Linked DNA regions of Mus musculus: regions 1, 2, 3, 5 and 6 are each linked to region 4. Evidence: chromatin contacts called from public HiChIP or PLAC-seq and promoter capture Hi-C data. All regions are on one chromosome and are shown on one strand. Each heading gives the region's core, a stretch centred on a gene start, on an enhancer-like site or on the middle of the called end of the contact. The rest is flanking DNA. Distances are from core to core; before and after follow the strand shown. Region 1 overlaps Mast2 (microtubule associated serine/threonine kinase 2). Region 2 has its middle 12 kb from the start of Pik3r3. Region 3 holds the start of Eif2b3 (eukaryotic translation initiation factor 2B, subunit 3). Region 4 holds the start of Ccdc17 (coiled-coil domain containing 17). Region 5 holds the start of Zswim5 (zinc finger SWIM-type containing 5). Region 6 has its middle 3.6 kb from the start of 1700042G07Rik.

Region 1 (4,029 bases), core at 776-3,275, 270 kb after region 4:
GTCTGGATTAAAGATGTGTCATCCTACCTCAGAGATCCAGTTTAGAAGTAGATCTTCCCGCTTCAAATGATTTAATTAAGCAAAAATTCCTCACAGGTATGCCCAGCCATTTTAGGTTCTAATTAATTGTAGATGTAGTTAAAACGGCAGCGAGAATAACCATGACAAGCTCAGAGAGACGCCAGGAGACTGAGGTGCTCAGACCTCCTTCATCCTCTCTCTGTCCAGGCCTCCCTGAACAGTCTGTCTGTTCCTACTTGTATGTGCTTCTTGCTGCTCTTGGCCTTCCTTCCTTCCTTCCTTAAACTGTACACTCTTCTTCATACACGTGACAGCTGAGGGAAATGACAAAAGTGCTCTCCTTTTCTCTCTTGACATATACCAGTGACGCCTTGTAACAGCGACCTAGGCTGTCTGCATTCATCTGTGTCCCGTTTATCAGCTGTGCGATTCTAGACAGATCATTTGATTCCCTGGAGCTTCATTTGCCTCATTGACAACTCATAATAATAGAATTCTACTAGATCTGTCTCATACGAGGATCAGTGAACACTGGTTTTCTAACAGTTGGTGGACATGAGAAGTATGAGTAACTATTAGCTATTAGTTTGTTTAATCTTTTCTCTGTTCCACATTGTAGCCTTGAAGTAGACACAAGAATGAGAGCAAAGAAAGAAAGTGCAGGAAAGCAGCTAGGAAGTTCCATAGTGTGCAGTGTTGAGAAATGTATCTTGCATGCCTCATTCTCTATGTGCAGAGATGTGTATTGGTATACACCTAGAGCTGTGTGTTGGTATTTATAGGTATTTCTGTGTCCTTCATCTAAGATAGGCTTTAGAGAAGATGTGTTAAGATTTCTTTCCCGGGACTGGAGAGATGGCTCAGCGATTAAGAGCACTGACTGCTCTTCCGAAGGTCCTGAGTTCAAATCCCAGCAACCACATGGTGGCTCACAGCCATCCGTAATGAGATCTGACGCCCTCTTCTGGCGCATCTGAAGGCAGCTACAGTATACTTAGATATAATAATAAATAAATCTTTAGACCGGAGCAAGCGGGGCCGACCAAAGCAAGTAAAGGTCCTGAATTCAAACTCCCAACAACCACATTATGGCTCACAACCATCAGTACAACTACATTGTACTCATATGTACATTAAATAAATCTTTAAAAATATATATTTCTTTCTTTTCTTCTTTCCCTGCTGCTGTCCTTCTTTAAAAATCCCTCTGTACACAGATAAACTTTTGTGTCAACATATTAGGATACAGAAGTCACCATCTAGTGATAAAGAGAAGTCAAAGTCTGAAAGAGGCAGTTGTTAACTTGTTCACTAGTTTGTCAACTATGTTTGTCAGTTTTCACATGGCTGTATAGTTAGAGGCCCAAGAGAGTCCCGAGCCAGATCTCCATTCTGCTCTTCTGGGGATCTAGGCCAGGGTCATGTTGCAATCCAAAGTCCTCCATCCCAGCTTACCTTCCAAGACCAGGCAGGACCATACCTTTGATACATGTTCTCTAAGCACCTCCTGTATTCAGTGTGAACTTAGGTTAAATCTGAGAACCCTGTGATAATGAAACCTTCTGACTTGCCAGATGTCTTACATACAGAAGGTTCAGAAACCAATATCATCTATGCACTGACTTGTCCAGTCAGGAGACCAAGTCACCCCAGAGGAAAGAGAACCTTTGTTTCCTAGGAAGTCTGGGGAATTCATGATACTTAGGTGAGATGAAGAGCAACAGGAACTTGTAAGGAAGGTCAACCCCAAAAAAATGGTGTAACAAAGGCATGAAATATGGCTAGGCAGAGACCAGCAAACCTTGTATGCCTGCAGAACCAAAAATCGTACAGTATAGGATATGGCAAGAAACAGGCAAAAAGGTGATGGGGGCCTTGAGTCTGGTCCTGGGACTGTCTGCCTTCAGTCATTCGACTTCCCGGCGTCACATAGGCACACAGAGAGCCCATCCTTCAGAATTCGCTGCAGCTAAGCTGGGACTGAAAGGGAATTCTTTTCTTTTCTTTTCCTCCCAGGCCACTGCACAGATGGAAGAGCGACTAGCTGACTTCATTTCCTCTAACACTCCAGATAGTGTGTTGCCCTTGGCAGATGGAGCACTAAGCTTTATTCATCATCAGGTGATTGAGATGGCCCGAGACTGCCTGGATAAATCTCGGAGTGGCCTCATTACGTCACACTATTTCTATGAACTTCAAGAGAATTTGGAAAAGCTTCTGCAAGATGTAAGTGTCTTGACGAGGAATGTAATGACACTTCCACAAGGTCATCTCGGGAATTGGCAGTGAGCTCACTCTTCCAGCTGCTGGCCACAATCAGGTCTCCTTGCCAGTGAATAGGAGTTTCCATGTTTGGTACTGATGATCTGATGTTCTTCCCACGGCCTTTCCATCACTAAGAGAAGCCTGCTTGGTTTCAGAGGAACTCAGTTTTGTGAATGGTTCTCTAAAGCCAAAGCTGTATTACTCTGTCTGAGACTCCAACATGGGTAGTGTATAATTCCAGCATTGGTATTATGTATGAGTATTTGACTTTTTACCAAAATATGTATAGGTATTTGACTTTTTACCAAAAGCAAAAAGTTGCATAGAGGTTCACCAGACATGACGGCCCACACCTAGTTCTTGGGAGGTGAGGCAGATCCCACTGAACCTGACTGGTCTATGTAGTGAATGCCAAGCCAGTCTGGGCTATATGTAGTGAGATCCTATTTATTTCAAAACAAACATCATCAGCATCATAATAACAATACAAAATACAGTAGTGGATATATGGACTGTGTTTTACTGAAAATCATTTGTTTAAGCACAGCTTCCTAACTATCCTCAACCCAGGTGAAGCAGGCCTCAGGCTTATCCTATGAGCAAGTCCATTAACTGATACTTTATTAGCACAGTGATAGACTTTGACGTGAAAATGTGAATCTCTTCAGTATAAAAAGTCTCTGGGGCTGGAGAGATGGCTTAGTGGGTAAGAGCACTGACTGCTCTTCCCGAAGGTCCTGAGTTCAATTCCCAGCAACCACATGGTGGCTCACAACCATCTGTAATGGGATCTGACGCCCTCTTCTGGTGTGTCTGAAGACAGCTACAGTGTACTTATATAATAATAAATAAATCTTTTAAAAAAAAGTCTCTGGGAGGAACTGAAATGATGACTCGGCTGTTAAAAGCACTGGTTGGTTTTCCAGAGGGCCCAGGTTCAACTCCTCGCACCCATGTAGTGGCTCACAACAGTCTATAAATAGATTTTACATCTCTGAGAAGCTGGAGAGATGATTTCCTGATTAAGAGCATGTACTGCTTTGCAGAGGACTTGTGTGGTTCCAAGCAACCACAACTGTCTATAACTCCCTGGCCTCTGCAAACACCTACATTCATGTCCACATACAAACCTATACATATAAATAAAGAGAAAGAAAATTTTAAGTCTCTGAAAAACAAAAGACAGAATAATCCAGAGGGGGGGGGGGGACCAAAGCTTCCACTAAATTCTTAAGCACTGCCTTCCTCAGCCTCTCAGGACAGTTGACAGCATTAACGCATTTGAGGTAAGAGCTCCTGGTCTCCAAGGTGCTTCATGCCACTAAAGTAGTGAAGCGCCCCTGTCTCCTCTCAACTGAAGATCCAGAGCTAATGTTCAAACAATGAATGGCTTCTAGAAGACTAGCAGATCAGTCTCTATACCCATGAAGATATAACTGGGTAGGTGGTAGTTACAGTGAGAAAGTATTCTTTAAATATGTTTTAAAAGTAATTTTATCTATAAAAATTCTTCCTCTGATTCCAAAATGGATACTTAGTTATAAATGTTACATAAGAGCAAGTTGAGAATGCCAAATTCCCATGAGAAGCAGCTGTTTCTTTCTGTTCAAAAATGAAGCTCTGGAGTTGGTAAGATGAGACCATCAGGTAAAGGTACTGCCGCCAAACCCGCTGGCCTGAGTGGGATCCCCCAGATCCACACAATAGAGAGAGAGAGCCTTCACATGCACACCCTGGCATGAG
Region 2 (3,568 bases), core at 228-2,727, 390 kb after region 4:
AGACAGCACCCTTTCTTGGCCCTCTCAGGTTTTGTTTTTTGTTTGTTTGGGGTTTTTTTCCCCCTCTCTAACAGCCTAGCTCTCTTGGCCTCTCCCTGGCTTCTGACTGCTGAGTCTTAACCTCATGATTCTGTTCTTGTGGAATTCACTGCAGGCTTTATTCCCCAACCACAACTGAAACACATCCCTTGGATTAAGTCTTCTTTTCCAAGACAATAGAGGAATTGAGCCCAGAATCCTAGCTTGATATGGGGCTTTGTGGTTGCTGTTTCTGCAGTGTTTGCCTAGGACCCTGCAAATAAGAACCAGGCAGTACCCATCTCACCCGTGAATTGCTTCAGTTCTGAAACGCTTAACTCAATAACAGACCACTAAGACTTCTCTGTTTTGTTTGTTTTTTTTTTTTTCTTCTCTTTTTCTGACCAAGTCATATATTGAGGAAAATGATTATACCCTAGTACCACTTCAGCCAGTTCTATCTAACAATCTGTGTATACGCCTTAAGCCCAGAAGCTCTAAATATGGCCTTAGTTGAAAAAGAAGTCTTCAAAGGTGTAAGTAAAAATCTTGCAAGGAGATTGTCATAGGTTCAAGGTGAATTATCGATCCAGTGACAAATGTCCTTGTGACAAATGGGAAGAAGTAGATCTGAGACACAGCCATACACAGAAAGCTGTTTGAAGACAGTGGCAGGGGTCAGAGCAATACCTTTACAAGCCAGAAAGCACCAAGAATTACATGGCAACCCCCAGAATCTAGGAGAAGACATGCATTCTCTCTCAGAGTCTCCAGAAAGTCCTAACTAGTCCTGCCTACATCTTGGCTTTGAACCTTTGGACTTTAGCCCTCCAGTATTATGAAAGAATAAGTTTCTATTGTTTTAAGCCAGCCAGTTGTGGTAAGACACTATCGCAATCCTAGAGAAGTAATACCACAAATACCAGGCCGTCTTCTTCTTCTATATATTTTTTTAATGTTTAGAGACAAACTCTTATGCTGGAGCCCAAGCTGTCTGGCCCTCGGACTCGACTCACTGTAGTCTTCATATGTCAGCCTTCCAAGTGTTGGGACTAGAAGGGTAAACCATCATACTCCGTTCCATAATTTTTAAAATATTTTCCCATTTAGTTCATTTGTTTATTTTTAAATGGTGTCATGCTCTGGGACTGCTAGTGCACACCTTTAATCCCATTACTAAAGCGGATGGATCTCTGTGAGATCTAGTCAAGTTCTACACAGTGAGACCCTTGGGGGTAAGAGGGGTACACTTTTATAATTTTTTATAAGAAAATAAGTGAGGATGTTTTCATATATTTTCTTCTATGTATCTGAATGATTCGTTCATTTCAAGGACCCTCCAGTCTAGATCAGGTAGCCCAAAGAGTATCGCTTATGGATTATGGCCTGACACTGAATGAAGATCATGTCCTAGGCTGGTGAGTCTATTATCCCATTGTAGTGATGCCTTCAACATGAAATCTCCTTCCTTAACTTGCACAGGACTTTGCTCCTTGTCATAGGTGACCCCACCCAGGCCAAGTTAATTAGTTTTCCTTTCATAAATATTTTGAAATAGTACTCCCCCACCCAAATTAGACTTTTAAAGGATTGGACTTGACAAAGTATCAACCTCTGGAGCTGGCTATGGGTACTGTTCACCCTAACACTGAATTTCAAAGGAAACTACTCTTAAGGAAACCAAAGAAGGCAGGGCCTGGTGGAACTACCTACATTTCCAGACATAGAGATCACAAGGTCAAGGACTTTCTGAGCTACAGAGTGAATTCGGGGCTAGCCTTGTCCAGTGAAAGCCTGTCTCAAAACAAAAAAGTAAAAAGAAGGCTAGGAGGCAAGATCTTTAGGAGTTCAGGATCAACCTGGACTACATAGAGAGTTCCAGACCAGCCAGGATACATAGCATGACCCTGCCTCAAAAAGAGGGGGGCAGGGAGGGAGGAGGTCTGAGGATATGTAGAAGAATTTCACAACCAAAGACCTTCTAGGTCTGTGTGATCTGGCTGGAATGCAGACACACCTTTAGTACACACCTTTAATCCCAAACAATGAAGGTAAAGTTTAGTTTGTAGAAGGAAGCACCCATGTTTGAAAGTGATGTCTAATTGAGTGGTAGACAAAATGTTGAAGCAGAGAAAGATTTGATAGAATTAATATATACTCAACTCCCAGGAAAACAAGAGAAAAAAAGAAGCTACATAGCAGTGCAGAGAGAGGGAGGAGAAAGGGCAATCTTACTAGGACAGTTGTACAGAGACAGGTTACAGAGAGAGAACAACTAGACACAGGTGAAGACAGAAGGAGCCAGAGAATGAAGAGTCAGAAGTTTAGCAGATGGCTAGAGGCAGAGCTAAGAGAAGCCAGAGTGAATCAATCTTAGAGGTGAGTTTGAGCTAGAACAGCTGAGTTAAATCAGCTAGCCAGTGATCAGAAAGAGTAAGAAAGGGTGGGCTAATTCAACAGCAAGTCTCAGAGGCTGAAAACATGCTAGGCCAAGATTAGGTTCTATGGCGGCTTCTGAAACTAGGCCTAGGCTAGCAGTAAGCCTCTGAGATGACAATTACATCAGGCAAGTAAGTAAAAGATACTTTTACAAGGATAGAGTTGTATGACAGAGTGCTTATCTAACATGCATAAGACCCTAGGTTCAACCCCAGTGTTGAAGATGGAAGGAAGGAAGGAAGGAAGGAAGGAAGGAAGGAAGGAAGGAAATCATATGAATAGAATAGAGTTAAAAGACTGAATGAATACATGGAGTAACCAGTTTCTTGAGTTTCTTTGATTTGAATATGGCTGATTCTTCAAAGTTCTCCTGCTGGAACCCATCATTATTGTGACACTATTCTCAATAGCCAAATTATGGAATCAGCCTAGATATCTACGATCATATCAAGTCAACATACCTCCAGTTCTAGGAGTTCTAATGCTCTCTTCTGGCTTTTACAGGTGATGGCCAGACATATAAAGTACAGACATACATTACAGCTAACACTCATGCACATAGAATAAAAATAAATCCAAAAATTTTAAATTGTTAGACAGGGTTTCATTATGTATCCCCAGCTAGCCTCTGCCACCGTAGGGCTGGTTTTAAAGACATATACCATTATATCCAATCTCCTAAGAAAAATATTTTTTAAAAAAATGGATGGATGTGCTATTGTATTGTGAAATAATCCAGAGTGGGAGTGAAAGCTATGAGCCTTTTCCCCCCTCTCCTATATGTAATCTAGAGTTTTACAAAAAGACATGAAAGTTAACAGGGGGACTAACAGGAGATAAAAAGGAAAGAGAGCAATGGAGAGATGGATATGATCGAGTATAGTATATACTTGTATGAAAACATCACAATAAAACAAGCTCATGTGCTGGAAACTTGATCCACAATGTAATTGAGAGGTGGTGTCACCTTTAAGAGTAAGGTGGAGTGGAAGGGAACTAGGTCATGGGGCACGAATCTGAGAGACAGATTAAGGCCCATCTCAGAGCCTCCATTAGACCTCAAGAGAGTGGATTAATTGCCTTGAGTATGAATTGATACATTGTGAGTCCA
Region 3 (3,895 bases), core at 38-2,537, 420 kb before region 4:
AACCACTTCTAGAGGTCATCATATTGATGCTTGTGAATCTAGTGCCAATACCTGGTTATAAAGTGTGAATTAACCTCCTGGGCTCAAGTGATTCCCAGTCTTACCACCTTAGCAGCCAGAACTGCAGGTCTACGGCTACTCCTGCTTTAGGCTGGTTTTCTCCTGGGACAAGTAACCAAGTAGCAAAACTCTTTAAAAAGACTCTGCTCAGAAATCATCTTGCATAGCATGAAGCTACAACTAACTTTTTGCACACCAATGATGGGACTTCTTTCACCTGCTGCTTCTACTATACTCTGTACGGACTGTGTCAACCTTTATAGGCTTCACTGCAGGCATTCATTTAAATGCCTATTAAGAGTGAGTTCCTTGAAGTTGGGGACTATGTGTTGTCAGGATACACCCAGTCAGATGCCAGATACTATATGTGGAATGAGCATCTGTGAACCTCACAGCAACCCCACATTAGTGTTAAGCTCAAATGTGTACAAGAACACATTTGGAACCCAGGTGGCTAGAACCTAAAGTTCCTGTTCTCAATCTCTGGGTTAAGGAGGAAAAAAAAAAAAAAAGACGCAACCTAAGAAACAAGAATACTTATGAACCTAACCAATCATAAGGCTAGACTTAAAAGTTTCAACTTTACCGTCGTGACTCCCAATACCAAGTCGATGAGTCTCACCAGCCTCCAAGTTTTACAGGAGGCGTTTACAGAGTCCCAGTCATGCCTTCCTCACAGTTGCCGTCTTCTGTCCTAAATTGTAAGATCGGCTACTGCATTGTAATTGGTTTGCCAAACCTTTGCGCGCTGCCTAAAAGGGCCTTACTGTATCCCATTTAGTCCCTGCCTTGAGCCCAAATAAATGTGGGACGAATAAATAATGTGGAAACCATGTCAGCAAGGCACCAAGGGAGTCTAGTGCTCACTCGGTGTGACTTCGGGCAGAACTGTCCCTCCCTGAAACTCAGTTTTTCCATCTGTTGCACAAGGCTTGGACTCTCCAGTCCCCCAGTCGGGACGCATGGCTCTACGGCCAGGGCCGGCAGTGTCTCGCCCGGCGATTTCGGGAGCGCAGTCCCTGTCTGCCTACTCGGGTCCTGCTCGGCTAGCTGGCCTCCCTCACAGGAACCCGGCTTTCCAGCATCCGCGCGCCGCTCTCCCTGCTCAGCCAGCTCGTGCCCCGCCTGGCACCGCACTAGCCCCGGCTTTACCTCAGCTATCCGCACGCCGCAGCCTCTCCCAGCGCTCCCCACGCCGCCTCTGGCTGACAAGCCAAGAGCGCAGGCGCGCGGTGGCCGAGCGGTTCGATACGACGCGCCGACTCAGGAAGGAGGAACGAGTGCCGAGTAATAGATGGCAGAAGGCAAGGATGCTCTTGCGGAGCGTGCCGGAGACCAAGCGACCGACGAGCCGTGGCGTGGAGTTTCTGTATTGCTGCCTAGTGCTTGTTAAATGTCCCCTTCAATCTCTAACGTTTCGGAGTTGCCATTCTAAATCCCAGCCTCACGGCACTGTAAATTTGGCTTGTCAATACTTTTTGTTTTGTTTTGTGATTTTTTTTTTTCAAGACAGGGTTTCTCTGTGTAGCCCTGGCTGTCCTGGAACTCACTCTGTAAACCAGGCTAGCCTCGAACTCACAGAGAACCGCCAGCTGCAATCTCCCCTGCCTCTGCCCCCGGTAGACTGGGATTAAAGACCTGCACCAACACTCATAGAAGATTCAAGAATTTAAAAAAACAAAGCAAAACAAAACACCTACTAAATTCCCTTGCAAGCCAGCGGTTGGTTAGGCTTCTAGTGTGCAAGATGCCTGATTTGGCCTTTGTGTCAGCAAACTTTAGCCATTCAAACAATAAATTCATTTCTGATAGTGTGAGAACCGGACTTAGAGCGTTTCTCCCTGGGAGGTAAAGCCCCTAAAACATTCCCCCAAGCTTGTTTTCCCTGTTCTCTAAAAATACAGCTAGAAAGAAGCTCTTTGTTCTCTATAGCCAGCAAAAAGCCTTTTTGTTTCTATACCTTACAACCAGAGATGCGATAATTGTAATTTTACCAAGGATACCCGGCAGAGAAGAGCTGTTGAGTTATTGGGGTGCGGGCCAGCTCATCCCGGGACTTGAGCTGAGGCCCAGCTTTGGGGGTCTTACAATAGCACTTAATGGTTTGAAGAGAGTAAGTCGGGTTGAGCCTTGGGAAAGAGCCTTGCAAGCTGACTAGACAGCAAGTGCAAAGATCCTGCCCGTGGTGGTGAATGCCTATAATCCCAACACTTGGGAGGCAGAGGCAGGCCTATGTCTGTCAGTTCGAGGCCAGCCTGGTCTACAGAGTGATTTCCAGGACAGCAGGGCTACACAGAGAAACCCTGTCTCAAAAAACAAAAAAACAAAAAAACAGCAACAAACAAACAAATCCCAAAAGAAACCCCGGAGTTCAATAAAGAGTAGGAAGGGCACTGCAGCAGAAATAAAGTGAGAGGGGAAGTGGGTGAGTAAAGGCTACCAGAGGGAGCCAGATGGAGGAGACCAGAGAATTCAGACCCCACCGGCTTGTAGGCTATAGCAAGGAACATAAGTTTTTTCTGTGGAATGTATAATGAACATAACGTAAGAAAACAGAGACAGAAGCACTCTTTTTTAATAGCTTCTTAACTCAGATAGCACAGGAGGAAACAAGCCCCATGGTGTCTGCAGCCCAGGGCCTACAGTCCTGTCTTCATATTGGCATATAAAAGCTTTTAGTGTGGTTGTGCATGGTATTGCATGTCTGTGATCTCAAAGGCTGAGGGAGAAGGACTGTAAATCCTGAGCTAAATAAGGAGACCTGTCTCAAAAGTAGGAGTGGGGAGTGGGGACACCACAACGGTGACAACTTAAAGGGAGCATGAGTCTAAACTGGAATTTCACAGTCTGAGCCTAGGCCTGGGCCTGGACCTTTGATTGAGCCTTGGCCTTGACTCAAGCTATTTTGAATGATTGCTTATTTGATCAGAAATTATTGAGCAGATGAACATTATATGACAAGTTTTGTCTGTTGTTGTTGTTGTTGTTATTTATTACTATTACTATCATCCCTTTGAGATAGAGTCTCACAAGGCCCAGGCTGTCCTCAAACTTTATACCTGAGGCTGGCCTTGAGCCCCTGGTCCTCCTTTATCCACCTCTTGACTGGTGGGATTACAGGTGTATACTACCATAGCTGGCTTATGTAGCACTGGGTATCACACCCAGCGCCTGGAGCACACTAGACAAGTACTCTATCAACTTTACTATGTCTATAGCCAACAAGGTTTTGAAAGATCATGGAAGTTTCTAAGTCAAGAAGTCTCTGGAAACAAGGAAGGAGACCACATAAAAAGCAGTGATTGCCTGAAATACCCCAAATATCCAAGCTACCCTAAAATCCTGAATTTAGACAAATCTTAAAATTGTGAGAGAAAAAAATAAAAGTTGCTGTTCTTTTTTTTTTAAGAATTATTGATTTATTTTATGTATGTGAATACACTGTAGCTGTCTTCAGACACACCAGAAGAGGGCATCAGATCTCCACTATGGATGGTTGTGAACCACCATGTGGTTGCTGGGATTTGAACTCAGGACCTCTGGAAGAACAGTCAGTGCTCTTAACCACTGAGCCATCTCTCCAGCCCCCAACAGTTGCTGTTCTAAGCACTAAATTTTGGGGTAGTTAGTTAAACTGCAGTAAATAGCCCAGACATTCTCTCCTCTGACTGTTCTGGAACTCACTCTGTAGACAAGGCTGGCCTTGAACTCAGAGATTTGCCTGCCTGTAGCTCCAAGTGCTGAGTTTAAAGGCATGCAACACTCCCACCCAACTAATTTCTTAATCTTTTGAAAGCTCTCCCGGTTCCTTTTTTTCTCCAGTTTTCTTCCTTCC
Region 4 (3,635 bases), core at 484-2,983:
CAGCAAACTGAGTAAGTCAGAGGGAGTACAGGCTCATAAACCAAAGATACAAAGATAGCTGTATTGACAGAAACACGTTACAGACATGGACTTCATCCTCCCGACTTGGTCCCTTCACCCCTTCAGAGTTGGGTTCCCTGGGATTGTCTAGGGAGAGGCTGTATTTTTCACTGACCCCAGGGCGACAGACTCAGGACTTTCTGCTTCTGCAATGCCAGGATTTCTGCCTCCAGGAGCCTGTTTTCGGCTTCCACCGTTAGAACCTCCTCAGAGGCGGCACTTAGTTTTTCTGAGATGAATTAAAGTGATCTGTCAAGCATTATGTAGTAATCCAACTTTAAGGGTTTCTGCACAAGCCTGGATTTGTCATCTGGCAATGGGTTTTCCTTCCTTGGGCTTACGTGCCTCCCATTCTAGTGGTGCTCTCCCTCAAGCCCTTTTCTCCTTCCAACTCTAGGACCATCAGTGTAGAAACCCTCTATGATAGACCCTTTCGTTCACCCTTGCGGTTTTGCGACCGCTGCAATTCCAGGGCTGACGCTTCCACTTGCAGCTGCAATATTTTGTCCAGAACTTCTGGGTCCCGGCCTCCACCGTGCACGTAGGCTTCACGTAGGATCCTAGCAAGAAGGCAGCAGAAAGCGATCTCCCAGACTGAACAGACTCCCGATCCTGTCCACCCAGGGCCGGGGTCCTCACCGGATCTCTGCAGCCAGCGTTTCCGGGTTGAACCGCAGGGGCAGGTAACAGAATTCCACTGCCCTATGGGTGTCCTGCAGTTTTCTGGCGCAAGCAGATGATGTCACTGACCCGAGCCCAAGGCCCCGCCCGCACTCCTACCAAAGCTGGGCCGGCAACTCACCGAGGCTGAAGCTGGAGCGCCTGGAAATGCGCACCTAGCGTTTGCAGTGCTCCCCGGGTCCGGTTGGCCTCTTCCTTGAGTTCTCTGAGCTCGCGCTCCAAGTCGAATGGGCGGGGTAATCCTCCCTTGGGTCCCGCCACGCTGTGGAGGCGCCGTTTTAATTCTGAGGGACAAATGGGCAGAGTCAGGGTGAGTCCGAGCACAGCGACAGGGCCGAGTCCTTACCTCTCACCTTCGCCGCGACGCTCCAGCGCCCGGCTCTGTGCTTCTGTTTCTGCCATGCGTCTGGCGCGGGTTCCCTGCAAGACTCGCAGCCTCTCCCCAGGGCTCCCTGCAGTCTGGGAAGTGAGACCCTCAGTCGCTCGGGGACCTATTTTCTGTAGGGACAGCAACTGCACCTGCAAATAACTCGGACCCGCTATTTCTGTACTGGGTGATTTCCAGCATGTAAATCTCTACACATGTAAAGTTGAAGTTTGTAGTCATGATTGGTGTGTACCTCCTCTGTCAGCCTCTTTAGAGCAGATGTGCTGGCTTCCTGATCACGGCTCTTTTCTTGTGCCATGATCTGGTGGCGGGGAGGCAAAAAACGTAAGAATAATGATTGATGGAAAACCTACCCCTGGCCACTGGCGGCCCTTACCTTGGTGCCTCGTTTGATCGCGACTGAAGGCTGTGATTTAAGTGTTACCTCCGGAGTCAGCCGGCCAATGCAGAATCGTTTGGTGTGTGTGGCCAACAGAGCCCAGGAGCGGAAAACCATATCACAGGATTCACAGGATAAAAGTCCTGATTCCCCTGAGTAATCGGCCATGGAATGGAATCTCTTATAGACACCAGCGTCCTACAGAGGATGTGACAAAAGAGAAAAGGCGGACTGGACAGAAAAGAGAGAAAAGGGACAAAGAATAGACCAAGTCTGCTAAATCGCCAGGTCCTTCAAATGTATGTTTATGTTTGGGGAGGTGCCCTAGCTCCCTGGGCAGCGAGTACAGGCTTAGGCAGGCCTGGGCAATGTGCCTGGCCACCTTTGGGTGGGGCCCAGGTGTGAAAATGTCAGTTTGTTCCACCAATTACAGTGAGTTTGGCCAAGTATTTAATTAACTGCGGCTTTGACTTCATTGCCTATTTAGCCTCTGATAGGCAACTGTCATCTGTACCACAGCTGTTCTCTAAAATGGACAGATTTCAAGCTAGAATTCTCCACTGTAGGGAACATTTCCGCACAAGGTAAACCTCATATTAGCAGTATGTCTTTGCATAAACCCATCTTTTACAGAATTAACACACCACACAATGGAATAGTCTTTCTAATTCCCATTCTGGGACAGGAATGATCTGAACCTTTCCAGTAATGAGAACTGGGAGACCCGTTGGGGAGAATACAATTTGTCAGATGGATACTACTTGTGAGTTAAACGAGCTCTTTCTGCTGGTCAAGTTATCGTCACCTTTACACAGATCTGTAAAAGCAACGTTCATCCTCATCTCCTAGGCGAATCTATGCCTAAAATGTTTTCAGGCTCTGAGACTATTGAATAAACTCACTCTAGCTCTTCCTCAAAGCTGGCTGACTCAACTCAGCTGTTCTGTCTCAAAGTCCTCTCTGAACTGGTTCAAACCGGCTTCTCTTAGCTTCTCATTGAAGTGCTCTACTTGGTGAAGCTGCCTCTAAACTACACTCAACTGAACTAACTCCAAGATGGATTTTCCCTGCACTGCTCTTTTTTTTTTTTTTTTTAAGATTTATTTATTATATGTAAGTACACGGTAGCTGTCTTCAGACACACCAGAAGAGGGCGTCACGGATGGTTGTGAGCCACCATGTGGTTGCTGGGACTTGAACACTGGACCTTTGGAAGAGCAGTCGGGTACTCTTACCCACTGAGCCATCTCACCAGCCCCCCTGCACTGCTCTTAAGTAGCATTTCTTTCCTGAGTTGGGCTTTGCCCATCTGTGGAGAGCTTTGTGGGGCCACTTGGCTGGGATTTGACATTAGGCCAGGACAAGGAAGTAAGCTCAGGCAGGAATCTAATTTGGCTAGAACAAAGTAGTAGGCTTAAGGCAAGAATTTTACTTTGGGCTAGGACAGGGAAGTAGGCTCAGATATCTTGGTCATCCTGATAAGCACTTAGAAACAGTGAGCTTGGGAGTTTTATTGTCTTGCTTATTCTCCAGCCTAGAACTGATCTTATTATTTGCATGTAATTAAAATGATATAAAAGCAAATTGGGGGAAAAAAAATAAACCTACTTCAGCCTCAGACCTTGCTGAGTTCATACTACAATGAAAATTGCCTTTTTTCTTTTTAATCCTCGCTCCTGAGCTGATCTCTCTGACTCATTTGGTCAGATATTTCTGATTCATCACACTAAGGGCATGTCTGTATCCAGCGAGGTCATACAGACATCTATCTTTTGGATGTGATCCTTTTCAAGAGCAAACATGTTCCCTGATTAAAATTCGTCTACACAGATCCATGCACCTCATTTCTGAAGCAGCCTTTCCTCAGTAAGACAGAGCTGTTAAGGTAGTTCTCTCCAAACATCCAAAGAGGAGCAAGTTACACGATGTTTATGTGCTCTGAAACATTATATAAAAGGCGAGCATTCTCTCCACTGCCTTAATAAACTGTTACTTCATAGATTTAAAAGATGCTTTTTCTTTTTTAGTGTATGGGTATTTTGCCTGCACGTATACCAACGCATTCAGTTCCCAATGAGGTTAGAATTGGGGTGGCTTAGGTTATGATTGCTAGTTGCATTTTGAACC
Region 5 (3,900 bases), core at 526-3,025, 280 kb before region 4:
TGTTTGGATTTATATATATGCATGTGTCCCTGAGCCTGTGAAATGTCCTTCATTCAACTTTAGAGAAATCACTATTTCCCTTAGTAAATATAAGCATATAGTGTACAATAATGTGCATAGAGATGTGCACTTCCAGAATGCTATAATAATTCAAATAGGACCCCCCATAAATGTTTTAATATTATGCATAGCAAATCAATGTTAAACAATGTCGTTTCTTTCTTCCTCCGTAATCATTTCACAAATCAGGTACACTTTAAATACTTAATAAGATTAACAAACTAACTAGACGCTCAAGAGAACGAGTAGATTTTTTAAAATCAGTTTCCATTTTTGTACAAACAAAAAGATAAAACAAAAGCGAATACGAGGACGCGTTAAATGAAAGCATTTGAAACATCCAACGTGACTGGCTTTTGATTTACCCCAGTCTGACAAGGAAGGCAGACCCCGCCCCCACTCCAGATTGTGTAGCTTTTTTCCCCCTTTCCCATGGATGGGGGTGTAGAAAAGAGAAGCTGTCACATTTCCATCTTCCGTTATTGTTAATCTGCAGCCTAGATTCCCAGGCATCACTGGTCGGGGGGAGGGATATTAAAACAGACAATTTAAATTGTCTAAAATGCACAGTATTCTGTTGCTTTTTCCGATGTGAAAGTTAATTACACTCAGATTCAATCTGCTATAACTACAGATTGACTGTGACAGCCTGTCCCTCAAACATTCCCTCTAAAACCTATTGCTCCCTTTCCCTCCTTTCCCTCTAAACTTAAATCAGTAAAACGCGTTTCGAAAAGGGCACATCACACGGTTATTCCTTTAGTATGAGAGTATAGGGGGGAGAGAGAGAGAGAGAGAGAGAGAGAGAGAGAGAGAGAGAGAGAGAGAGAGAGACCTACTCGCTCTTCAAACAAAAAGAAAAAGAAATAGGGCAGCCGGTAGGGGAAAGAGCAGTAGTGGACCTGAAGGAAACCTTGGGAAAAGTTTTTTATGCCACTTTTTTGTCCTTGGCGGGGATGCCGGAGTTGGGCAGAAAGCCTGGGTTTTGACCCAGGGCTTGGGAAGGCACCTGCAGAAGAGGCAGGGGGCCGAGAGGGGCCGGGCAGCACCTACCGACTTGAAGCACGTTCTCCACGGAGCCGCTGTCCAGCAGACGGATGCCCCGGCGGAACGGCAGCCCCTCGCCGCCGCCGCAGCCGCCGCTCGCCGTTCCAGTCCCAGCGCCCAGCCCGGGGGACGAGCCCGCCCCGGCGGCCCCGGGGGCGGAGCCGGCCGGAGCGGCGGCCCCGGGGGGTGGCGGCGGCCCCTCCTCGACCGGCGAAGCCCCCGCCGCGCCGGCAGCCGCGCCGGCTCCCGGGCCGCCCCGGTACTGGAAGCTGGAGTACATGCAGATCTCCCGCTCATTCCGCGGGAAGGACCAGTAGACGATGCGGCGCTGCACCGGCTCCGGGATCCGCTCGAAGCGCTCCTCCACCCGCTCGTACGCCCACTTTTCCGCCACCGTCTTGGCGGCGCAGTCCAGCAAGGACTCCGGCTGCAGGTGGGGGCGGGCCCCGGGGGCCAGGCAGCCGCCGCCGCCGCCCCCCGCCCCTCCGCCGGCTGCCCCGGGAGTCCCGCGGGGGTGGTGAGCTTGCGGGCTGGGCCAAGAGCACAGCCTCTTGGCCGGAGAGATCGGCGGCGGCGAAAGCAGCTCCTCTCGCTCACCTCCTTCCGCCATTGCTGGGGACTGACTGACTGACTGATTGAGGCGGAGGCGGCTGCTCGGGCTGCGGCGGAGACCCCAGCCACGGCCACGCGCCCCGCGCAAGCGCCCAGCGGCGGCGCTGTGGGGAGGGGGCGGGGCGAACGAACCCACGAGCCCGCCGGCCCGAGTGGGAAGCCGGGGCGCCGGTCCCGTGCTCGCGCCGCTCGGGCCGGCGCTGGTTGGCCTGAGGACCAGCGCGAGGCGACGCGCGCCGTCCGGGGCCGCCGCGGGCGCGAGGAGACGCGGGGGCGAGCACAGACTGCGGGCGCGCTCCGGGCGCAGCCAGCCCGGAACACAATCCGAGCGCTCGTGCGGGGCCGCGGGCCGCCAAGGACGAGGAGCGCCCGGCACCAGGTGCCTCCGGCGCACCTGCGGGCGGGCGAGGATGGCCGCGTGGCCAAATGAAAAGACCCGGCCGCCAGCTGTCGCCATGAAGTAACAGGCTTGAGGGGCATGAGGAGAGGAAACAACTCCAGTGAGGCTCCTGCAGCAGACAGAACGGACAAGCGACTGTCGCAACCCAAGGGGCACCAACCAAGCAGAAAGATGCTAAGAAGGAAGCCACCGGGTGGGAGTAGAGGGTAGAATCAAAAAGTTCGCGGGATGAAAACTCTCCCCGTGTCACAATATAGGACAGCATCGGCGTCCCCGCCGGCTCAGAAACTGGCTAAGTCCATCAGCCAGTCCGAACAATGGGGCGCCAGGACCTCACTGCTGAGGCAGCAGCACCCTCGTGGGGTTCTTTGAGGGGTTTAGCACCTTGCATCCTACAGGGGGCGGGGGGGGGGGGAGGAACCAACACTTTTGTGTAGTTTCTGATAGAATTCTCTGATCCCTTACCTCGGGTTTAAATTAGGATTTTCATGTTTTTCTTGTCCGTCTTCTATTCATTCCCCTGAATTTACCTAAAATTTAATGCGTCTTTTGTTATTTGATGTCTAACTGCCTAACTCCATAACAATGAAGGTCATGTCCATTTTCTTCACTGTGGTGTCCCCTCACCCAGGTACATTAGTGGGTACTCACGAGTGACAACTTCAACAGTAACTTCTTCATAAACACGGAGTTGTGACATAATCACTACAACTTTTAAAAAGTTCCAGGAACTGTATTAGAAAACATCCTATAGCTGAGTTCAGCTAGAGAGAGTAGTACAAAGAACGAATAAGAGAAGGTAGACTGCAGCCAAATTAGTTTGGTTTTGCAGTAATCTCTGAAGAAAAGAGCTCCGGCTATAACCTAGATGTGAATCGCTCTTAATGGTCGTGTGGTGCTAATCACGACTCATGATTTGTAAAAGGAAGCTGACAACAATATCTGTGCATATAGCATGTAAGAATTAAATATGTGGTCAATTGCTTCTTTCATAAACATTTTCAAAAATAATATTTCAGAAATAATATGATATTATTTCTGCAAGTATAATTGAATTATTATGAAGTATCAGTCTCTGCTTAAATGAATCTTAAATGAATCACCTACCACAGTCATGGGCTTTCATAATGCCCATTCTTTTCAGAATTGTGTGTGTGTGTGCGTGCACACGCACAAGTACGCCTGTGTGTGTCTTCTTTAATGTCAGTCTCCTTGACTCCACTAATAGATTTGTAAAGACAGAAATCATTTCTAAGTAAGGGATGATTATCACCTGCCATAATTCTTAAAAAATGAAAGTTGCTTGAAGAATATTGAATTTTTAAAATAGAAAGGAAAATGATGATAGACAATAGGGAAGAAAAGAACATTTGATTTTGAATCAGCCAGTGTGTTACTTTGATTTAATCAGTTGTTGACAAGCATGATTAAAAGACCATGAGACAGGAACAAAAACTGTTACTTAAACATAGTAACAGTAAAGTTTGAATTAAGCAAAAAATTTTGAGGACACTACAAAGTAAAAGAATAGCATATCTGAGCCTGTGTTCCTGGTGGTGAGGACCCGGGTGACCAACAGCTTGTTGAGCAACATGCCTAAGGTTTTGTTTTTTGGTTTTTGTTTTGTTTTGTTTTTGTGACTACTGTGGTACGTGTCTTTTTTTTTTTTTCCTTCAATTTTTTATTAGATATTTTCTTCATTTGCATTTCAAATGCTATCCTGAAAGTCCCCTATACCCTCCCCCTGCCCCTGTCCTGCTCCCCTACCCACCCACTCCCAC
Region 6 (3,933 bases), core at 410-2,909, 420 kb after region 4:
AAAGGTTTATTTATTAATATACATAAGTACACTGTAGCTTACTTCAGACACACCAGAAGAGGGCGTCAGATCTCATTACAGGTGGTTGTTGGGATTTGAACTAGGACCTTCGGTAGAGCAGTTGGTGCTTTTACCTGTTGGGCCATCTTGCCAGCCCAGAAATTTTTTTGTTTTTTTTGTTTTTGTTTTTTTTAAGTTCTGTTTTGATTTTGATGGATTTATTTTGTTTTGAGACAAGAGTCTCACTATGTAGCCCTGGTAGGCTTGGAACTTGCTACATAGACTGGAGGAGTGTGCCACCACACCAGGCTTGTTTTGTTTTGAGACAGGGTTTTCATATAGCCCAAGCTTGTCTCAAATTCACTATTAACTGAGTCTAGCCCTGAGCAACTAATTCAGAAATGTCATTGGTTGAGGTTAACACCAATCATGGGGAAGCTGAAAATACCAGGGATGGTCTGGTGTGTTAAACTCCTTGATATCCCTACACCTTTTTTCTTTTTTTCTTATTCCGTTTTTTTGGTTTTTTTGTTTGTTTGTTTGTTTGTTTGGTTGGTTGGTTGTTTTTTTTTTGTTTTGTTTTGTTTTGTTTTTGGCTTTTTTTTTTTTTTTTTTTTTGGCTTTTTCGAGTCTTTTTCTGTTTTTGAGATGAGCGTCTTGCTCTGTAGCTCAGGCTGGTGTTAGACTCATGAACTCAAGCGATTTTTCTGGTCAAGCCTCCCAGAGTCCTGAGACTCTAGTGGTGTGGCACCACACCCAAGCGTGATTCTTTCTTTAGGCTCTCCCATTGTTTTTACAGTTCCACTCTGTCTCCACCTGCAACTCTCTCCCCCTGTCTTCATGGACAAAGTCTGTCTCTGTCCAGTTTATTGCAGGGTTATTATTCCAGTCTAACCCCATGTATCCAGGGCTGTCTGCCTCTCCCAGTGAGCACACCAGGGAGCTGCTTCTCGAATCTGCGGCAGAAAATGTGGCTTAGGCATCCACCTGACTGTGAGACTTCATTGACACCTTAAACTTCTGATTTAAGCATACTCTAACGTGTGTGTGTGTGTGTGTGTGTGTGTGTGTGTGTGTGTGGTCTGAGGTTCAATAGATTATCCAGCCTCTAACATTTTATAGTAAAACAACTCTGTGGACTTTATGAATCCAGAATTTCACTACTTTTTTGTGTTTAATGAATGTTGTTGATGTGGTAACAGCAATCAGCACCCACTTGGCCTTGGCTTTTGTGTTTATTTTCTACAAGTTGCAAGTCTCAATTCTGGGCTATCTTTCTGTGGGTTCCACTAAAAGCAGAAGGAGGAGACAGCTAGGGGAACAGAGAAATTTTCCATTCGTCCTGGGACTACAGGGCAACCCAGTGCTAACCCCCAGCCAGCACTAGGTCTACCCTAGCTCCGTTTAAGCTCCAGAATCTGAGGGCAGCAGCAAAGTCATCTCCTTTCCAGTCCTTTCTTCCTCCTTGCCTCATTGTCCAGTGGGAGAGAGTTCAGTGGGAGACTGCTGCTGCTGAATGGGTAACCGGAGAGGGAGAGTTAAGGGCGCAGGGCAAGGAGCCAGGGGAGGGGACACAGCGATTCCCTAGGGAGTTCTGTAGCCTTCCCCAGAGATGAGGAAGGAACAGAGGCCGGAAGTGGGGGTGTGGGTAAGAGCAGTGGTAAGGGTGGGGTGACCAGTATTGCATTGTGGGCCTGGAGCTGGTTTTCCGGTGATTGACCATTAGTGACAAGGGAACTCCAGCCTCCTGCCCCAGGGACTGTCTGGTTCAGCCAGACCCTATCCTTTGACTGTTTGTCCTCCAGCCTGAGTCAGACTCCCAGAAAAAAATGATTTTAAAAAGCCCCTTCCTGCGGGGAATCTCTGGCCAAGAAAAAAAAAAAAAAAAAAAAGGAACCATGACTGTTAAAACATTCATTACACTAGGGTTTAGGGTAAAACAGGGGTGCCCCGAGTCCTGATCTCAGAATGTTCTTCATCGTCCCTGAAGAGGATGACGTGCTCCAGGCCACCTCCCAGGAGCAATCTGGACCCCCTCCTCCAGCCCTTCCGGCAGCACAGTTCTGCACAGCACAGGGCTGAAGCTGCCAAACCCGATTTTCCGGTGGCTGCCCAAGGCTGGCTAGAGCAGGAAGCCCTCCTCCTGGCATGGACCCCTCAGGCTACCGTTCTCCTCCCCCTCACCTGATTCCCTGCCTGGGCTGTGCCTTCTGCACCTGTGCCAGCTGTCCCAGTGCGCCCACTTCCTCCTCCTGCTTACCGTCTCCCCTGGGCCGCTTTCCCTGGCACCATAAGGTGTGGGCCAGTGCTAGCCCCTCTAGGATTCAGTCTTCTCAATCTCCAGATGGAGAGCAGTGGCCTTCCCACATAGCCGACTCAGGGGAGGGGTCTAAAAGTGGAAGTGACTAGCAGAGGGCCCGGGGTTTGCTGGGTGGGTTGGTGCAGGGTTGGGAGCACAACTAGGGAATGAGAAGGAAGTGCTGCTTCTGGACACCTCTAGGTAGAAAAGCTGGAGTGAAGGGGGTGGGTGGGTGAGCTCCCTCTGGATTCCTTCTGTTATCTAACCTTTGGGAGATGGAAGAGAAGAGAGAGACAGACGTCATCCTTGAAGCTGCCAGGTTCCCCGTGTTCTGTCTCCCATTGAGGAAGATGTCTCATTTTGTCTTCACCTGTCTCATCTCCAACACGAACACCTCCCTTAAACACAGCAAGCTACAGTCTGTAGCTACTGATGCTACAGACTGAGAGGAAGCACAGTCACCCGAGGAGTGGCAGACCAGCCAGGTCTAACCCAGGTACCTGCTCTGGTTACCCCACAGCTCAAGCCCCCTCCTCCAGTCTGGAGATCAGCCCCGTCCTCAGCCTCCAAAGAACTCTGGTTGGGTGAGAGTCTGTGAATTGCACCCAATCATGCAGCAGGCCACCTAAACTAAGGAGTGGGTACTCTCTGGCTGTTGCTATCTCTGAGAGCCTGGAGGGAGAGAATTGGGAACCTGGAGGAGGAGGGGTAATGGAGGAGAAGTCATTGCAGATGGAGCTAAAAATAGCTAGAAGAGATGATGTCATCGAGTTCCCTCTGCTTATCAACCCCCTCATACACATACACAGAAACACACACACACACTCTCTCTCTCTCAAAGACACAGATACACAGATACATAAACAAAGGTGTGTGTGCACACATTGCATACACTGATACTGGGGAGGGAGGTATCTGGGCCTCAGAGCTGAAAGGCAGGGAAGTCTGGTGAGTGTGTCTATGCGTATCTGAGTTTGCATGAGTATGATTGCATGTGTCTGTGTCTGTATACTTGTGAACTTGTGTGTGGGTGTATGTATGTTTATGTCTGTGTAGGGGCATGTTTCCTGCAAAGGGGTGGCTGGGTATCTATTGGATTCTTGTTAGTGCTGATCTCTGTTTATAGATCCGTTTGTCTGGATACATACATATATTTGCTTTTTATGTTATATACCTGTGAGTTACTTATATTTACATGTCCATATTTGTTTATGGACTATGTCATGTGTTTGTATGTACAGAACCCCCTTGTGGACCTTGGACACCAGTCCAGCCACCTTCTAGCTGGTATTAATGTCCAGTAGTTTGTTTCCATCTCAAGGAGCCCAGCACACCCAAGACCCAATGTAACTGTGAATTGTCTGCCCCAGGCCTCCCCTCAGGATCCCACACTCTGGCAAGCTTACAGTAGATGTACTTAACTCAGTTTTCCTCTCACAAGAAACAAATGATGTTAGCCAGGCTTCATAAATCTTAGAGGAGAGGCCACCAAAGGTCTTAGGGATTACCCCCACCCCCAACTCTCATACTAGCCCATGAAAAAAATCAACACTTTAGAGACAAAGACCCTCACAATGTTCCTACCACTAGACACAACCTCATGGAAACCTATTTAAACCCGATGTCACATGGGC

What was found. Promoter capture Hi-C pulls out the DNA fragments that hold promoters and counts their contacts. HiChIP or PLAC-seq counts read pairs in DNA pulled down with a chosen protein or histone mark. Capture Hi-C pulls out chosen DNA fragments and counts their contacts.
Region 1: a contact with region 4 is called in an H3K27ac HiChIP or PLAC-seq map of SST interneurons, with 2.7 times the contacts expected there. The contact joins the enhancer-like site here to the promoter of Ccdc17 in region 4. A contact is called at or near these places in 13 of 39 promoter capture datasets (the 3T3-L1 cell line, 3T3-L1-derived adipocytes, the C10 cell line and 8 more), 1 of 15 datasets of contacts at CTCF or cohesin (the NIH/3T3 cell line), 7 of 484 Hi-C or Micro-C datasets (the AML12 cell line, the HPC-7 cell line, the P5424 cell line and 3 more), 17 of 115 datasets of contacts at active chromatin or transcription factors (the 230-238 cell line, the SCID.adh cell line, SST interneurons and 12 more) and 4 of 9 other capture datasets (adipose tissue, liver, macrophages and 1 more).
Region 2: an H3K27ac HiChIP or PLAC-seq map of embryonic stem cells shows a contact between it and region 4, with 6 read pairs. The contact joins the enhancer-like site here to the promoter of Ccdc17 in region 4. A contact is called at or near these places in 7 of 39 promoter capture datasets (the C10 cell line, the HPC-7 cell line, cranial neural crest and 4 more), 1 of 15 datasets of contacts at CTCF or cohesin (the NIH/3T3 cell line), 1 of 484 Hi-C or Micro-C datasets (embryonic stem cells), 12 of 115 datasets of contacts at active chromatin or transcription factors (the 230-238 cell line, the NIH/3T3 cell line, the SCID.adh cell line and 8 more) and 3 of 9 other capture datasets (adipose tissue, embryonic stem cells and pancreatic islet).
Region 3: a contact with region 4 is called in a promoter capture Hi-C map of liver, with 2.4 times the contacts expected there. The contact joins the promoter of Eif2b3 here to the promoter of Ccdc17 in region 4. A contact is called at or near these places in 1 of 39 promoter capture datasets (liver) and 1 of 9 other capture datasets (liver).
Region 5: a promoter capture Hi-C map of adipose tissue shows a contact between it and region 4. The contact joins the promoter of Zswim5 here to the promoter of Ccdc17 in region 4.
Region 6: a contact with region 4 is called in a promoter capture Hi-C map of the HPC-7 cell line. The contact joins the enhancer-like site here to the promoter of Ccdc17 in region 4. A contact is called at or near these places in 10 of 39 promoter capture datasets (the C10 cell line, the HPC-7 cell line, HPC-7-derived erythroid cells and 7 more), 1 of 15 datasets of contacts at CTCF or cohesin (the NIH/3T3 cell line), 1 of 484 Hi-C or Micro-C datasets (nephron progenitors), 16 of 115 datasets of contacts at active chromatin or transcription factors (the 230-238 cell line, the NIH/3T3 cell line, the SCID.adh cell line and 12 more) and 2 of 9 other capture datasets (adipose tissue and embryonic stem cells).

What each region holds. Positions count from the first base shown.
Region 1 is chr4:116,320,482-116,324,510 of GRCm38.p6, reverse strand. Mast2 (microtubule associated serine/threonine kinase 2) reads left to right here. Exons shown (of 30, transcript NM_001369061.1): 11 at 2,038-2,247. Among named protein-coding and RNA genes, the nearest start is that of Pik3r3, 100 kb to the right of the region's middle. Within about 2 kb of position 2,025, at least 15 of the 459 cell types and tissues checked have an H3K27ac peak or open chromatin away from gene starts, as enhancers often do. A contact at or near this core is called in SST interneurons, where this site is marked.
Region 2 is chr4:116,207,375-116,210,942 of GRCm38.p6, reverse strand. No RefSeq gene overlaps it. Among named protein-coding and RNA genes, the nearest start is that of Pik3r3, 12 kb to the left of the region's middle. Within about 2 kb of position 1,477, at least 24 of the 459 cell types and tissues checked have an H3K27ac peak or open chromatin away from gene starts, as enhancers often do. A contact at or near this core is called in the NIH/3T3 cell line and embryonic stem cells, where this site is marked.
Region 3 is chr4:117,016,794-117,020,688 of GRCm38.p6, reverse strand. It overlaps Eif2b3 (eukaryotic translation initiation factor 2B, subunit 3), which reads right to left and starts at 1,287. Exons shown (of 12, transcript NM_001111277.2): 1 at 1,213-1,287.
Region 4 is chr4:116,594,828-116,598,462 of GRCm38.p6, reverse strand. It overlaps Ccdc17 (coiled-coil domain containing 17), which reads right to left and starts at 1,733. Exons shown (of 13, transcript NM_001037916.3): 1 at 1,506-1,733; 2 at 1,362-1,430; 3 at 1,095-1,200; 4 at 863-1,025; 5 at 700-783; 6 at 502-620; 7 at 176-289. The coding sequence starts at 1,676. C530005A16Rik (RIKEN cDNA C530005A16 gene) reads left to right here and starts at 833. Exons shown (of 3, transcript NR_029450.1): 1 at 833-2,621.
Region 5 is chr4:116,875,277-116,879,176 of GRCm38.p6, reverse strand. Zswim5 (zinc finger SWIM-type containing 5) reads right to left here and starts at 1,775. Exons shown (of 14, transcript NM_001029912.2): 1 at 1,114-1,775. The coding sequence starts at 1,717.
Region 6 is chr4:116,175,042-116,178,974 of GRCm38.p6, reverse strand. No RefSeq gene overlaps it. Among named protein-coding and RNA genes, the nearest start is that of 1700042G07Rik, 3.6 kb to the right of the region's middle. Within about 2 kb of position 1,659, at least 225 of the 459 cell types and tissues checked have an H3K27ac peak or open chromatin away from gene starts, as enhancers often do. A contact at or near this core is called in the 230-238 cell line, the HPC-7 cell line, adipose tissue and 9 more, where this site is marked.